2 separate regions of the Macaca mulatta genome follow, and region 1 is linked to region 2. A link is a contact called in public Hi-C data. All regions are on one chromosome and are shown on one strand. Each heading gives the region's core, a stretch centred on a gene start, on an enhancer-like site or on the middle of the called end of the contact. The rest is flanking DNA. Distances are from core to core; before and after follow the strand shown. Region 1 has its middle 28 kb from the start of ZC3H7A. Region 2 holds the start of SOCS1 (suppressor of cytokine signaling 1).

What was found. Hi-C and Micro-C count contacts between places; a contact is called where the count stands out from the background.
Region 1: a contact with region 2 is called in a Hi-C map of CD4 T cells, with 5 times the contacts expected there. The contact joins the enhancer-like site here to the promoter of SOCS1 in region 2. A contact is called at or near these places in 3 of 14 Hi-C or Micro-C datasets (CD4 T cells, fetal cortex germinal zone and liver).

Annotation. Positions count from the first base shown.
Region 1 is chr20:12,955,597-12,960,528 of T2T-MMU8v2.0, reverse strand. No RefSeq gene overlaps it. Among named protein-coding and RNA genes, the nearest start is that of ZC3H7A, 28 kb to the right of the region's middle. Within about 2 kb of position 1,883, at least 13 of the 40 cell types and tissues checked have an H3K27ac peak or open chromatin away from gene starts, as enhancers often do. A contact at or near this core is called in CD4 T cells, where this site is marked.
Region 2 is chr20:12,409,790-12,415,050 of T2T-MMU8v2.0, reverse strand. SOCS1 (suppressor of cytokine signaling 1) reads left to right here and starts at 3,030. Exons shown (of 2, transcript XM_001104595.5): 1 at 3,030-3,159; 2 at 3,710-4,785. The coding sequence starts at 3,760. The coding sequence ends at 4,401.

The sequences.
Region 1 (4,932 bases), core at 634-3,133, 550 kb before region 2:
AACACTTGCTTTTCATAACTAAATACAAGATGTCACATGCATTCTTTTTGACTTACATATCGTCCAAAAGCCTTCGTGCCACATAGAAATCTTTTTTTTTTTTTTGAGATGGGGTCTCACTCTGAAACCAGGCTCGAATGCAGTAGTGCGATCTCGGCTCACTGCAGCCTCTGCCTCTTGGGTTCAAGCGATTCTCCCACCTCAGCCTCCTGACTAGCTGGGACAAGAGAGGCAAGACACCATGCCCGGCTAATTTTTGAATTTTTAGTAGAGACGGGGTTTTACCATGTTGGCCAGGTTGGTCTCGAACTCCTGACCTCAGGTGATCTGCCCACCTCGGCCTCCCAAAGTGCTGGAATTACAGGCGTGAGCCACTGCACGCAGCCAACATTTGGAAATCTTTGAGGATTATCTTTCAATTCCCCTTAGTCTCTGTGTTGTAGAACAGCACCTATCAAGGAGCATTGTTCTTTTTTTTTTTTTTTTTTTTTTTTTTTTTTTTTTTTTGTCCAGAGTCTGGCTCTGTTGCCCAGGCTGGAATGCAGTGGCCAATCTCAGCTCACTGCAACCTCTGCCTCCTGGGTTCAAGCGATTCTCCTATTTCAGCCTCCTGAGTAGCTGAGGTTATAGGTGCATGCCACCACATCTGGGTAATTTTTGTATTTTTGGTAGAGATGGGGTTTCACCATGTTGGCCAAGCTAGTCTGGAATTTCTGGCCTCAAGTGATCTGCCCACTCCGGCCTCCCAAGTGCTGGGATTACAGATGTGAGCCACCACACCCGGCCTTAACATAACTGTTTACAACAAAACTGTATAACCTGCCCTGCCTGGATGATTGATTCAGGATGGTCATGTTGAGGCAGGAGAATGGGGTCTGGAGGCAGGGAACCTAAAAACTTTCTAGAACTCGGCTGAGCGTGGTGGCTGTCACACCTGTAATCCCAGCACTTTGGGAGGCCGAGGTGGGTGGATCACCTGAGGTCAGGAGTTCGAGGCCACCCTGGCCAACATGGTGAAACTCCATCTCTATTAAAAATAGAAAAATTAGCTTGGTATGGTGGTGAGCACCTGTAATCCCAGCTACTTGGGAGGCTGAGGCAGGAAAATTGCTTGAACCTGGGAGGCAGAGGCTGCAGTGAGCCAAGAGCCTACCACTGCACTATAGCCTGGGCAACAAAGTGAGACTCTGTCTCAATAAACAAACAAACAAACTTCCTAGAATGAAATAAAAGGGAAAACCCCCCAATTAACTGTCCTTTTTTGTTTTTTGCTTTTTGTTCTAGATGGAGTTCAGTGGCCTGATCTCGGCTCACTGCAACTTCTGCCTCCTGGATTCAAGCGATTCTCCTGCCTCAGCCTCTTAAGTAGCTGGGATTACAGATGCCCGCTACCACTTCAGCTAATTTTTGTATTTTTAGTAGAGATGAGGTAACTTCACTTCAGCTATGGCAGGAAACATCCTCTTCATTTGCATAGGGTGTATGCCAAGTAAATAGCTTTGTAGCTTCACTTATCCTCTTCATTTACATAATGTATACCCCAAATAACCAATGGGAAACCTCTGAAGGGTATTTAAACCCCAGAAAATTCTGTAACCAGTGTTCTTGAGTCACTTCCTCTAACTTGCTCCCTACTCTGTGCAGTGTTACTTTCGTTTCAATAAATCTGTGCTTTTCTTTCATTGCTTTGTGCGTGTCGTCCAATTCTTTGTTCAAATGTCAAGAACCTGGACACCCTCCACTGGTGACAGTGTGACACAGTTCTGGCCAATGAGTCAGGTCCAGGTTTTATGGAAATGTTTGTAAGAGCCAGGCTTTGTGTAAGTTGCTGAGAAAATACCACCTAAGCCTGGAACTGCTGGCAGTTACATTGCCCCAAGGGGTGGGTCTGCCTGAGAATGGAAAGCAGAACTGACAGAAGGAGAGTGCGTGCCTGAGTTTCTGATGATACTGACACGAACCTTACCTGGACAATTAAGTTCTGTGAGCTCATAAATTTCCTTTCTTCCCCTTAGCCTTTTTATTTTATTTTTTATTTTTTATTTATTTATTTTTTGAGAGGGAGTCTCGCTCTGTTGCCCAGGCTGGAGTGCAGTGGTGCGATCTCTGCTCACTGCAAGCTCCGCCTCCTGGGTTCACGCCATTCTCCTGCCTCAGCCTCCTGAGTAGCTGGGACTACAGGCGCCCGCCACCATGCCCGGCTAATTTTTTTGTATTTTTTAAAGTAGAGATGGAGTTTCACCGTGTTAGCCAGGATGGTCTCGATCTCCTGACCTTGTGATCCGCCTGCCTCGACCTCCCAAAGTGCTGGGATTACAGGTGTGAGCCACCGCATCCGGCCCCCTTAGCCTTTTTAAATTAGGGTTCACTACTTAACAGTCTCTTACAACTAACAAATTCTTTTGTTTGTTTGTTTTGAGACAGAGTCTTGCTCTGTTGCCCAGGCTGGAGTACAGTGGTACCATCTCAGCTCACTGCAACCTCTGCTTTCTGGGTTCGATTGATTCTCCTGCCTCAGCCTCCCTGGTAGCTGGGATTACAGGTGCCTGCCACCATGCTCAGCTAATTTTTTGTATTTTTAGTAGAGACAGTGTTTCACCATGTTGGGTGGGCTGGTCTCCAACTCCTGACCTCAGGTGACCCACTTGCCTTGGCCTCCCAAACTGCTGGGATTACAGGCGTGAGCCACCACGCCCAGACAAAAAATTCTTGACATATACACTCATAATTCCTTGAAAGAAAATACCAGTGAGTGCTGAAAGGGAACTGGCACCCAAAGGGTATTTGAATCACTAAGACTTGGGCAAGATTTGAGTGGTTAGATTTGATCTATAATATTCTAGTTTGAATCTGGTTAGAGCAACTTTATTGCTAGATTTTGACACCCTCCAGCAAAAAAGTTGCCAAACTACTGTCATACATTTTGTGGATAAATTAGCATATTTTATTATCTTTTTTTGAGACAGTCTTGCTCTGTTGCCCAAGCTGGGATGCAGTGGCGTGATCTCGCCTCACTGCAACCTCCGCCTCCCGGGTTTAAGTGATTCTCCTGCCTCAGCCTCCTCAGTAGCTGGGATTACAGGCACACACCACCACACCTGGCTAATTTTTGTATTTTTAGTAGAGACGGGGTTTCACCATCTTGGTCAGGCTGGTCTTGAACTCCTGACCTCGTGATCCACCCGCCTCGGCCTCCCAAAGTGCTGGGATTACAGGCATGGGCCACGTGCCTGGTGCTAAGTACATTTTATAACAGCTTTGCAGAAGGGAAAGTGGCTTTGGATGTGTTCTTGGAAATATTTGTGTGGTTACTGAACTGAGGACTTACACATTTTTTTATGTTTATGGTTTCTGTGAATTTCCTAATATGCCTTGGCTCCCTGCCAAATGATATAAAAATCTGAGTAAAATGTATGATCCTTGAACATGTTTTTTTAAAAAAAAGCAGTTGCTGGCCGGGTGGGGTGGCTCATGCCGGTAATCCCAGCGCTTTGGGAGGCCGAGGCGGGTAGATCACGAGGTTAGGAGATCGAGACCATCCTGGCTAACACAGTGAAACCCCGTCTCTACTGAAAATACAAAAGATTAGCCGGGCAAGGTGGCGGGCGCCTGTAGTCCCAGCTACTCGGGAGGCTGAGGCAGGAGAATGGCGTGAACCCGGGAGGCGGAGCTTGTAGTGAGCCGAGATGGCGCTGCTGTACTCCAGCCTGGGCGACAGAGCAAGACTCCGCCTCAAAAAAAAAAAAAAAATAAATAAATAAATAAATAAATTTTAAAAAGCAGTTGCATAATATTGTTGGTTAGTTGAATTAAAGGAGCTCGACAGCAGCTTCCTTTGAGGTGATTCTTATCTTCTAATCTGTGGTGTCGGTGGGGAGTGATCTTCTGATTTTAAGGTTTTAAGTAGTTTCTCACTTGCACATCCTGATATTTTCTTTTTTTTTTTTTTTTTTTTTTTTTGAGACGGAGTCTCACTCTGTCGCCCAGGCTGGAGTGCAGTGGCCGGATCTCAGCTCACTGCAAGCTCCGCCTCCCGGGTTCACGCCATTCTCCTGCCTCAGCCTCCCGAGTAGCTGGGACTACAGGCGCCCGCCACCTCGCCCGGCTAGTTTTTTGTATTTTTTAGTAGAGACAGGGTTTCACCGTGTTAGCCAGGATGGTCTCGATCTCCTGACCTCGTGATCCGCCCGTCTCGGCCTCCCAAAGTGCTGGGATTACAGGCTTGAGCCACTGCGCCCGGCCACATCCTGATATTTTCACATATTGAATGACAAAGGTCCTGGACCCTGTATCCCAGCATATCAGGTTCCCTTAATCTGTGTTTTTGCTCCTTTCTATTCTGTAATGCATTTCCCAAATCCACATCTTGGGGAATCGTCAAAGAGCATGTTTAATTTTTTTTTTATTTAATTTTTTTTTTTTTTTTTTTTGAGACACAGTTTTGCTCTTCTTGCCCGGGCTGAAGTACAAAGGCGTGATCTTGGCTCACTGTGACCTCTGCCTCCTGGGTTCAAGTGATTCTCCTGTCTCAGCCTCCCGAGTAGCTGGGATTACAGACATGTGTCACCACGCCTGGCTAATTTTGTATTTTCAGTAGAGACAGGTTTTCATCATTTTGGTCAGGCTGGTCTCGAACTCTTGACCTTAGGTGATACGCCCGCCTCAGCCTCCCAAAGTGTTGGGAGTACAGGCATGAGCCAACGCACCCGGCCTCACAGTGATTATTCAACAGAAATGTGATATTAAACTTTGCATGGTGCACATTAAGATTCTAGCACAGATTTCCAGGAGTACTGACAACACTCAATGCATGTGGTCAGAGTATCCTGGGGCAATTTGGCAAACATGGAGCACATTTTGAGTATTAAATGTTTCTTCTCTAAATGTTTTCCTAAATGTTTCTTTCATATTTTAAGTGCTAGAAATCGGAAG
Region 2 (5,261 bases), core at 1,781-4,280:
CTCTGGCTGTGGTTTAGCAAGCTGTGGACATAGGGTTGGTCTATCCGCCCTGTGACAAGAGGTCATTGTGCCAAGCATCGACTCCATGCCTGGCATTTTGCCCTTGGCTCTGCATGTCTGGCTGCTCTGTGAGGTACGAGACGTTCAGAGCTCACTTTGCAGTTGGGGCAAATGAGGTACCAAGAGGGCAGACTGCTTGCCCAAGGTCATGCAGCAGGTCTGGGGTCAGAGCCTGGTCCCATCCTGCCCAGCACTCTGAGTCCCCTCAGGGTTTCGCACTGCCTGGCTTCCTGTGAGTCTGGTGCCCAGCCCTCCAGGGAGAACAGCCCACAAGGCGGATGCTTGTCAATCAGCAGATTTCTTTTTCTCTTTCAGCATCTGGATTTGGTTTCATTTTGAACACAGGACTTAGAAAATGAAACCAAAGCTGTCTGTCACTGGTGGCAGTGAGGAGAACCCACGTGTGCTGAGTGTACCCTTAGAAGCTTCCCTGCTCCCTTGCTGTGCCTTCCCGGGCCTGTGGTCCCTGGACTAGGGGTTATAAGGCAGTGCTTTGGGAGGCCAGGGCAGGAGGGTCACTTAAGGATAGGAGTTCAAGACCAGCCTGGGCAATGTAGTGAGACCCCATCTCTACAAAAAATTTAAAAAATTAGCCAGGTGTGGTGGCATGTGCCTGTAGTCTCAGCTACTCAGGAGGCTGAGATGGGAGAATCTCTTGAGCCCAGGAGGTCGAGGCTATAGTGCCTCCTCGATCCTATCACTACACTCCAGCCTGAGCAACACAGCAACACTCCATCTCTTTGAAAAAATGGACACAGGGGTTGAAGCCATGTGTCTGTGGGCTCCAACACACAGCCACACCCACAGGCACACTCGGATGAACAACAGCAGCAAACATCTACCGAGTGCTGATTATACGCTATGGGTTGTTTTAAGCACCTGACCCCGTATTCACTCATTTAATTCCCACACAACCCCAGGAGGGAGGTAGTGTTGTGTTTTTCTTTTTGAGACAGGGTCTTACTCTGTTGCCCAGGCTGGAGTGCAGTGATGAAATTATGGCTCACTGCAGCCTCGACCTCTTGGGCTCAAGCAATCCTCCTGCCTCAGCCTCCCAAGTAGCTGGGACTACAGGTACAAGCCACTATGCCTGGCTGATTTTTGTACTTTTTTTTTTTTTTTTTTTTGTAGAGAAGGGGGTCTCACTTTGTTGCCCAGGCTTGTTCTCAAACTCCTGGGCTCAAGCAATCCTCCTGTCTTGGCCTCCCAAGTGCTGCGATTATAGGCATGAGCTACTGTGCCCTGCTAGAGGTACTATTATTATCCCCATTTCACAGATAAAGAAACCATGGCAGAGAGATTAATCACACGCTCAAGGTCACAAGAATAGAAAGGTGCAGAGTTGGAGCTAGGTCTCCTTGTAATTCCATTACCCACCGCAGAGTGTGGCCCCCAGCAGATGTTCAGTGGACATCTCTCGAATGATCACACACCTGACCTCTGGTGCAGGCAAAGCTCTGCATCTTCTCTTACCTCTTACACACGCACAACCTAGGAGGCTACATCAATGACCACCACTAGCCCTGGCCAAACGCAGATTCAGGGTATTGATGGGGTGCTAAGCCAGGCTGATTCTGGGTCACCCCCTGTGCTCAGGAGGTGAATAAAGACCTAGGCTCTGCCTGGGGAAGAAGGCATCCTGGGGCCAAGGAGGCGGGAAGAAGGACCAGCCACCAGGACTTCCAGGGGAGAAGCTGTCTGGGCTGTCACCTGAGAGCTGTCTGTAGAGGGCAGTGTGCCCCAGTGTGAGACCAGTCACCAAGTCCCCAGCCTACCCAGGCTTTTGTGTGGCCCCTTGTGATGCTGGGGCTCCCCACATGCCTTCATTCAAAAATACACGGAGCAGCCAGGCACCTACTCCATGGCCTCGCACGACAATGGGAATCACTAAATCACCAAAACGTGCAAAAGACAGCCCTGACCACCGACCGCTCACCATCCCAAGCTCCGGGTGTGTGTGTGGTGGGAAGGCAGTCTTTGAAGGGCAGATGCTTGACGGAGCAGTAGGAAGGGGAAATCTATGAGGAAGGGGTCGAGGGAGATGAGGGATAGGAAACCAGGTTTTGGGATTCATCACGTCTGAGAATGCACCATTTCTTCACTGGGTTCCAATCTGATGTCGTCCAGCTGCTCCTCTCCCCAAAATGAAGACGGGGAAGGCGGGATCCAGGTCCAGAGCTCCCTATCTGCAAGCCATTGCAAATCCCAGCCCCTCCCTGGCCTCAGTTTCTTCCGCTGCCGGGTAGTGGGAGTGCAGGGAGGGCAGTCGAGGCCACCAGGGACCTTGCCCGGCCCCGCCCAGTTTCCGAGGAACTGGGCCGGGGTGGAGGCGCCCGCGCCACCAGGGTTCCTCTGAAGCTTGTGGTCAGGCCGCTGCTTCCCGGGAAGCCCGAGCCAAGACCAGAGGCAGCGGCCGGCAGGGCTTCGGGACAGGAGGGAGGGCGACTGAGGGAGTCGATGGCGGCTGAAGCAGGGGCTAGGAAGGGGTCTAGGGGTGGCGTCAGGCTCAGGGTTGGGGACAGGTTCTGTGGTCTCCTGGGGGGATCTGGCTGCAAGGGAGGAGAGGACAGGGCTCTGTCCCCGGCGGGTGTGGAGACACCTGGGGTGGAGGAGGGTGTGTCAGGGAGCGTCCCAATAGGGCCTGGCGGCAGAAAGTGGAACCCGAGGTAGCGGGGCAAAAGCGGGGTCGCCAAGTCCGAAAGAGGCGTCCGAGAAGTGGCCAGAAGGCGCAGGGTCGGGGCCAGGGGCCCTCGAGGGACGGGTGCTGGGGCAGGTGCGAACAGGCGGGCAGAGGGCCCCGCGAGAGGGTCCAGAGGAGGGGTGCAGACGGCCCGAGCGGTCCCCGCCGGACGCCACGGCACAAAGAGAAACCGAAAGTGGAGCTGGGGGCGGGGCCTGCGGGGGGCGGGGCCTCCCGCCGTCGCTAGCCCCGCCTCCCAGCTGGTTTAAAAGACTGGCGCAGGGGCGGGCGCCGAGCACAGTGAGCTGCGGCCGTGGCAGCTGCACGGCTCCTGGTCCCGGAGCATGCGCGAGAGCCGCCCCGGAGCGTCCCGGAGCCCCCCGCTGCCCCGCCCGCGGCGCCCCGCGCCCCGCCGCCAGGTGAGCCGGGCCCTGGGCGAGGAGGCGGGAGGGAGGAGGAAGGGGAGTCCAGGGCAGCCAGGAGTCGGGCGGGCCTCGGGGGCTGCAGGATGGGGTCGCGACTGGCACGCCCCTTGCCCCCGCCGGCCCCACCCAGGCAGCCCCCCGCGCGCGGGTCTCCCACAGCACAGCCTTTCTCTGGTCCTAGCCCAAATCTCCCGGACCAGGCGCGGGTCCTAGCCTCGCCAGCAGGCGGCGGGCGCGGGGCGGCGAGCCGGGGCCGGACGGCTGGAGCCGGAGCCGGCTGCTCTCCACGCCCCCCTCTCGGTGCTGCCTGGAGGCCGGACTCCGCCTCCACCGAGCCCCCACCCGCCGGGAAGAGTTCCGCGGAGTACAGAGCCCATTTTCTAGCTGTGCCCACTGAGGCTGAACGGTGCCGCGCGGACTTGGTGCTCCGCGCTCGCCCCCTAGGGCCGGATCCACCGGGAGCGCCGCCCTCCCTAGTTGCCCGGCGGGCGCTCACCTGCCCGGTCCCGCAGCGCCCCAGCTCACCGCCTTGTCTCCCCCGCAGCGCACCCCCGGACGCTATGGCCCACCCCTCCGGCTGGCCCCTCCTGTAGGATGGTAGCACACAACCAGGTGGCAGCCGACAATGCAGTCTCCACAGCAGCAGAGCCCCGACGGCGGCCAGAGCCTTCCTCCTCTTCCTCCTCCTCGCCCGCGGCCCCAGCGCGCCCGCGGCCGTGCCCGGCGGTCCCGGCCCCGGCCCCGGCCCCCGGCGACACGCACTTCCGCACGTTCCGTTCGCACGCCGATTACCGGCGCATCACGCGCGCCAGCGCGCTTCTCGACGCCTGCGGCTTCTACTGGGGGCCCCTGAGCGTGCACGGAGCACACGAGCGGCTGCGCGCCGAGCCCGTGGGCACCTTCCTGGTGCGCGACAGCCGCCAGCGGAACTGCTTCTTCGCCCTCAGCGTGAAGATGGCCTCGGGCCCCACGAGCATCCGCGTGCACTTCCAGGCCGGCCGCTTCCACCTGGACGGCAGCCGCGAGAGCTTCGACTGCCTCTTCGAGTTGCTGGAGCACTACGTGGCGGCGCCGCGTCGCATGCTGGGGACCCCGCTGCGCCAGCGCCGCGTCCGGCCGCTTCAGGAGCTGTGCCGCCAGCGCATCGTGGCCACCGTGGGCCGCGAGAACCTGGCGCGCATCCCCCTCAACCCCGTCCTCCGCGACTATTTGAGCTCCTTCCCCTTCCAGATCTGACCGGCCGCGCCCGCCGTGCACGCAGCATTAACTGGGGTGCCGTGTTATTTTCTGTTATTTGCCTGGAGCTACGGGGTGGGTACCTTTCCCCTGCCTGGGTTGGAGGGAGCGGGTGGGTGTAGGGGCAAGGCGCCTCCCGCCCTCGGCTGGAGACGAGGCCTGGAGACGAGGCTGCAGACCCCTTCTCACCTCTTGAGGGGGTTCTCCCCCTCCTGGTGCTCCCTCGGGGTCCCCCTGGTTGTTGTAGCAGCTTAACTTAACTGTATCTGGGGCCAGGACCTGAACTCGCACCTCCTACCTCTTCATGTTTACATATACCCAGTATCTTTGCACAAACCAGGGGTTGGGGGAGGGTCTCTGGCTTTATTTTTCTGCTGTGCAGAATCCTATTTTATATTTTTTAAAGCCAGTTTAGGTAATAAACTTTATTATGAAAGTTTTTTTCTAAAAAAAAAAAAAAAAAAAGGTTTCTAGAACGTGTGCTTTGGCCAAAAGTTTAACTTGGTTCTGAACAGGTCCAGGGGAGAGGGTCCTAAGGCTGACCTGCTGGGCTGCAGGTGGTGTACCGGGCCTGCTCTGTGGCTGGGCATCCCTCAGGGTTCCACCCACAACTCTCCAGGGAGAGAAACGGTTGGTCTAGTTTTGGCGTGTGTCCAGTAAGACAGCAGCTCCCGTTTGAGCACTTTGTCTGTGCCAGACCTAATTCTGTGCTTTGCATGCTTAAATTTACTTAATCCTATAGAGAGAGGCATAACCCTGTGAGGCACGGGCTCTTATCCCCATTCTACAGAAGGGAAAACTGAGTAAATCTGCCAATGGCCATTCCTGTCAGAGACAACACTTGGGCCGTTTTTTTGGCT